Linked DNA regions of Hordeum vulgare: region 1 is linked to region 2. Evidence: chromatin contacts called from public Hi-C data. All regions are on one chromosome and are shown on one strand. Each heading gives the region's core, a stretch centred on a gene start, on an enhancer-like site or on the middle of the called end of the contact. The rest is flanking DNA. Distances are from core to core; before and after follow the strand shown. Region 1 holds the start of LOC123410702 (bidirectional sugar transporter SWEET15-like). Region 2 has its middle 75 kb from the start of LOC123411592.

Evidence for each region. Hi-C and Micro-C count contacts between places; a contact is called where the count stands out from the background.
Region 1: a contact with region 2 is called in a Hi-C map of leaf, with 2.7 times the contacts expected there. The contact joins the promoter of LOC123410702 here to the enhancer-like site in region 2. A contact is called at or near these places in 2 of 6 Hi-C or Micro-C datasets (leaf and seedling).

The regions. Positions count from the first base shown.
Region 1 is chr7H:58,428,877-58,431,820 of MorexV3_pseudomolecules_assembly, forward strand. It overlaps LOC123410702 (bidirectional sugar transporter SWEET15-like), which reads right to left and starts at 1,364. Exons shown (of 5, transcript XM_045103640.1): 1 at 1,342-1,364; 2 at 1,243-1,302; 3 at 732-768; 4 at 1-180. The coding sequence starts at 1,297.
Region 2 is chr7H:58,214,423-58,217,434 of MorexV3_pseudomolecules_assembly, forward strand. No RefSeq gene overlaps it. Among protein-coding and RNA genes, the nearest start is that of LOC123411592, 75 kb to the left of the region's middle. Within about 2 kb of position 1,624, at least 2 of the 3 cell types and tissues checked have open chromatin away from gene starts, as enhancers often do. A contact at or near this core is called in leaf, where this site is marked.

The sequences.
Region 1 (2,944 bases), core at 114-2,613, 210 kb after region 2:
ATGGCGATGTAGAGGGTCTCGATGACGCAGCCGACGCCATTGATGGTGAGGAGGAGCTCGGAGCCGGACTTGAGGAATGCGTAGTACATCCACAGCAAGCAGCTGAAGAGCGTCACGAGGTAGGGCGTCGACTGGAACCCCTCCGTCGACTTCTTGCGGTACACGCGATAGAACGTCGGACTGCAAGCACGCATGAGAGATTCATCCATCAGAGCTGATAGTTAATGACCATGCATCAACCAACATGCTACTATAAGAATTGTTTTTACTTGCACCAACCTAGATTAAGTAAGTAATCATTGACGTAACCAGGGGAGCTAAACTAACTAACAACCGAGATATGTGTGAAGTACACTGCACTGCACCGCACCGCACCTACCTAACAGTGACTTTCATCACTTTTTACTCTACTGGTAATATAAGTATATAGTAAATAATGTAGCAATATTCAGCGGTATGTTGTCTCCAGGTATAAGCGAAAAATCTGGAACAGTGTAGATGACAGTGACCGTTTCCGTCAGTCATGTATTCATGGACATGTGTCATGTGTGTTGTACGACGTACCGTGGTCCTTTCTTTTTCCTAGTTATTATTAAATATATTTTTAGTCTGAATATATACAAAGACACACACATGACATGGGACATGCATGGATCTACACAGATGTATGCAGGGCTGTGGTATTTTCTGAAGACCGAACAGTGAAGTACAGTAAAGTTAAGGGTGCTTACAGTGGTGAAAGGAAGACCATGAGTGAGATGATGTTGCCTGCAAAACCAAGAACGGAGATGATGATAAGTTATGTGAACCAACGCACGAAAAACGGAGAAAAAAAAAAGGAGGGTGGATGCCGGCTGGTGATAAAAAGGAAAGAAGGAAAAAAAAAAGGGAAAGAAAATCAGTTGTGTGTACGTTTGTTTGTCTCCGTGAACGTACACACAGCAAGCATGCTGGTTCCCTTTCTTTGTTGGGATGTAACCACTTGATTAGAGCGTAAAAGCTTGGTTTGGCCGTTCCATTTATTCGGAACAGAAACGGTGGCTTAGCTCAACGAAAGGGATTGAAGAAGGCGCACAAAGATCAGATCATTGATCCAACCCGTGTAAGCAAGCAAGCCGGAACCAGTGATGGATCATCCTTCCAAAAAGGACAGAAGAAGCAGAAGCACTTGCACATATATAGAATGTAGGATACGGATCCATGGATGGATGGATCATGGATGAATGTGTGTAGTGTATGTACCTAGGATGCCAAAGGTGAAGGCCCAGGTGTGCTGCTCCATGTTGAGGAAAGCCATGGTACCAGCTTCTCGATCCCCAAGCAAGCACACAAACAAGGTACTGATAGTAGTAGTAGATTTGCTACCCCTTCTCCTCTTTGCTCGGTGGGATAGATAGATAGATAGATAGGCCGAGGAGAGGGAGGGAGCTGTGGAAGCTCAGCTGCGTCGGGCTCTTGGAGATCCTCGACTGCGGCAGACCCCGTATATATAGCAGAGATGGCGAGGGCTAGGGCGAGAAGGGTTGCGGTTGCGGTTGCGTGGCCCGCCTAGCCGGGGTCGACCGGTCCATGATTGCGTGGCTACGTGTAACGACCGAGCGGCCCAGCGCGCGTACGTACGCTCCCTGCAGCTGGCCAGCGCCTGGCGCGCGGTGCGGTCGAGCTTGCCCCCGGCTCATACACACATACACATTCTCTCACGCCAAGAAACCAAGCTGGCCTCGGCCAATTAATGGTGCGTAACGCCCCGTGACATGCCAGACGCCAACCCCTGGGACGCACTGACTTCCGGCGCACGGCTCGCGAGCGAGCGTTTCCTGGCCGTCTGCTCGTAACATTCCCCCACTACCCAGCTGTTCGCCGCGCTCACGTACGCACCACGGCCGCCTACGCTACTCCTCCTCATTGTCGTCGTCGTCGTCGCCTTTTCTTCTCTCCCTTTGTAACGGCCGGCCCATGATGCACCGCAGCCAGAGCCTCGCGTCGATGGATGGATGCATCGACCGATCTTTTGCTTTTCAGCTGCGGCGGCGGGGGGGAGGGAAAGGCGGAGGCGAAGGCGAAGGCGGGAACGCGTTCGGCGTGGCGGCCAGTTGCGCGGTGCATGCGAGCGCAAAGAACGTGTCCGGGTTTGGGAGCGCAATAGGTAAGGCGTGATTGCGAGTGTGTGATGTAGCTGGCTGCGTGCCGCACCGGGCTCCCGGGTGATCGGGGCCCGATCTTAATTTCCCCTAGACCACACGTTAACACCACCGCTAATTATGTTCGGCGAAACAATTGGCGGTGCTAATCGGGAGTATCATCATGATGCGTAAATAAACCAGCCACCCAACCGGTTATTGTGTCACGCGTCTCTCCTGTTCCCACACACCTCTCTCTGGGTCGGTCTCTCTTTCTCTCCTCGATCGGCAATCATTGGACGTACGTACGGCGAGGTCAATTCGTGTCTCCTGTGCTGGACTAGATTGAACGTCTTTTGACGGAATCGAACACCAACTACTCGACGGTAGCTCTCGTTCCACGTACTGCTAGTAGAGTTCGGGTTTTTTTAGTGTGTGTGTGCGCGCGCGCGCGCAGGAAACGCCGGGTTCAGACTGCTTCAAAGTTCCATTTCAATTCAAAGCACATATACTAGGCTGACATACCGAGTTTCTCGAAACAACTAAACTGTTTGTCCGATGCAGTATTGCATGTAGTAGAATTTTGTTGACAATTTTAATGAATGATGAATCGATTTACAAGAGAGAGAGAGAGAGAGAAGTCTCTCTGGATCTCGAATCACCTCTCGATGGGAAGGTGCGGACGGGGACATGAAGCATGGCTACACCCACCAGGGGTCAAATCAGGATGCTCAATCTTACAAACATGAGTCGGTTTCAATTGGCGATTATTAATTACATTTGTGAGTTTATTCCTGCTGCGTGTCAATTCTAGATTGTGATTT
Region 2 (3,012 bases), core at 374-2,873:
CAGAGACAAAAAATTGAAAATGTGAAAAATACCGAAAAGCGGGAATTGACTTTAAAATATGTTAACAATTATAAAAACACGAGCAAACTTTGGAATTTCCGACATTTTTTGGAAATCAAACAAAATTTGTTATTCAAAACATTCGTTAAAAATTCAAAAATTATGAAAGAAAAAATTGAAAAGAATGAAAGGAAAACAAAGCATTAAAAAAAGAAACAAAGAAATAGCCTACCCGACATAGGGCAGCCCGACTGTGCGTCGTTAAAAATGCTCTCACAGTGAAGCCACCACTATTTGCCGCTTGAGAGCGGCAACTAGGATTGGTCGGCAGCACAAAGTCTCTTGTCAGTATTGTACGTAGCGGAAAGCGAGGTAAGGGGCACACCCTGGTTTCCATGCACGAACTTGGGTCGGCCCAGGAAAACGAGATAGCCTACTATTTTTTTAAAAACTAAAATAAGTTGATGATTTCAAAAAAATGAATATTTTTTAAATTTTTTGTGCTTTCCCTGAAGTTACGTGGTCATTTTGTTGAGGTCCTTCAACATGGTTCTCTCGACGCGCCCTAGTATGCTCTATTTGTTCACCTATCTTGGTTTGGGGTAAGGTTCCCTGTATGATAAGTTCATTGTGTTATTACACATAGTATTGCTCTCATGGCTAGGACGAAACGATAAGGAGCAAACTTATTTACTGTGATCCTATGAAGTGGAATACTTTGAATGAGCAGGAGAGCGAGCGGGGTACTTTACGCAAGTAGTGCTTTACCACAAACTTGTATAAGAGCTAGTCATATAGTCTTTCATGCATTATTCCTTGTATCGATACATCTGTCAGCAAGGAGTTTGAAGCCAACACCAATCATTTTACCAATACGGGGATCTCGAGCATGAGAACTTGTACAACTTGTCTCACTCCCACTAGTTTGACCAACTAAGTAGGACCCACTTAGCAAATCACATCTATAGGGTGCTAGGAAAGGGGTATGTTATCACACTTGAATCTATCTATAAATATATGATCCCCAACCATTGGAATCCATATGTTTCTGTCTCAATTATACATTTGAGCTTAAATTTTTTGATTTTTTGATGATTTTTTTGAATAGTGATAAACATATTATGTATTTCATGAACAAATTTTAAATTTTATAAATTGCATGAAAAAATGAATTTGGGAATTTTTTTTGAAAAGGATGAACAATTTTTGAATATGATAAACATTTTGTAATTACATGAATAGTTTAATATCATGCACATTTTAAAATTTTGATTAATTTTTTTGAGTTTATAATTTAATAAAAAGTTATTGAATATGACGGAAAATTTATTGAACAATTTTTGAATTTGGTTTACAATTGTTTTTCTACTGAAGAATTTTTTTTTAATTTCGTGAAGGAAAGTGATTATAAGTTTCTAAAAATGTTCACGAATTGGTAAGAAAATTCTTGAAAATAAGGAAAAGAAAATATAAACTAAACATAAAAATAATAAGTAAATTACAAAAGAAAGGTAAAATGGAAGTAGGTGAAAACAATAAAAAAATTGGTTCGACAAGATTCTAGAACCTTACCAACACCAGACGATAGAGGCTGCTTTGGCCCAGCCCACTTCACTTAGCGTGTATGATATTCTTTGACGCTCTTCGCGTCACATGGCCAGGCTTCGCATACAGGCAAGCAACCAACTGATGAGATGGCCGGCCCATTTTGCAGGTTTGCCCTTTCTTTCTGTTTTTTCGTTGTTCCATTTCATTTTTTTTTGTTTTCTGTCTCTTATTTTCCATTTTATTTTCTAAAGTTATTTTCTATTTTAGAAACTAGGTTCATGTTTGAAAATTGTTCTAAAATTTTGAATATTCGATTTTATTTATTTTTTCTAAATTTCAAGTAATATTGGTTTTCAAAAATTATTCATACCGTCAAAAATTGTTTGCGGTTTTAATAAAAAATCTAAAATTTTACAAAATGTTATTATTTAAAAAAAATGCGAATGCCTTTGGTCATAAATTTTATATCCCTTCGAAAAATGTTCAGGCACTAAAAAATTCCGTTTAAAATTTGTTTGAAAATCACAAAATATGTTCTTGTTTTCATTCTTTCCAGAATTTCAAAACATGTCGCTGTCTTGTAAATTGTTCACAATTTTCCAAAAATGTTTGTGTTTTCAAATTTTCTTGAGGAGTTTCAAAATATGTTCGTGTCTCCAAATTTGGATTTGCAATTTGGAAAAGTATTCATGATTCAAGAAATCTGCATGATTTTCAAAAAAAGCTCCTGCTTTTCTTTTTCTTTCTTATGTTTATTTTGTCACATTTTATTTTTTCTTCCTTTTTCAAAATTAGTTTCTGTTTTCAACAAATGTTCTGGAATTTTAAAATGTTCGAATTTTCTAAATAATGTTCGCATTTTTGAATCAAACCTATGTTTTCAAAAATTCTTCAGAATTTCCCAAAATCTTTATAAATAAGAAATTTGTTCGCTTATTTTCAAAAAAAGTACGATAATTAGGAGAAGATTGGAATTTCAAAAAATATCTGCATTTCACAATTTTGTTCACGAATTAAAAAATGTTCAATGATATATTGTTCAAGGATTTCAAAAAACTGTTCCAGTTTTTCAAAAGTTGTTCAAATATTTCAAAACAAATGTTCCCTTTTTCAAAAATTATGCACACATATGAAATATGTATGTATTTTAAAATATGCACCTAGTCCTTCTAATAAGAGGAAAAAAGAATGACGATGGGACTTTGCATGCTGCTAGTGAACCTATTGTAGTGTCACATGAAAACCCAAATGATATCTCTATTTCTGAAGCTGATATAGAATCTGGTAATGAACATGAACCTAGTGATAATGTTAATGATGATGTTCATGCCGATGCTCTGCCTAATAATGACAATCATGTGGAGTTTGAACCTGTTGTTGATCTTGATAACCCACAACCTAGGAATAAGAGATATTATAAAAGAGATTTTGTTGCTAGGAAGCATGGTAGAGAAGGAGAACCAT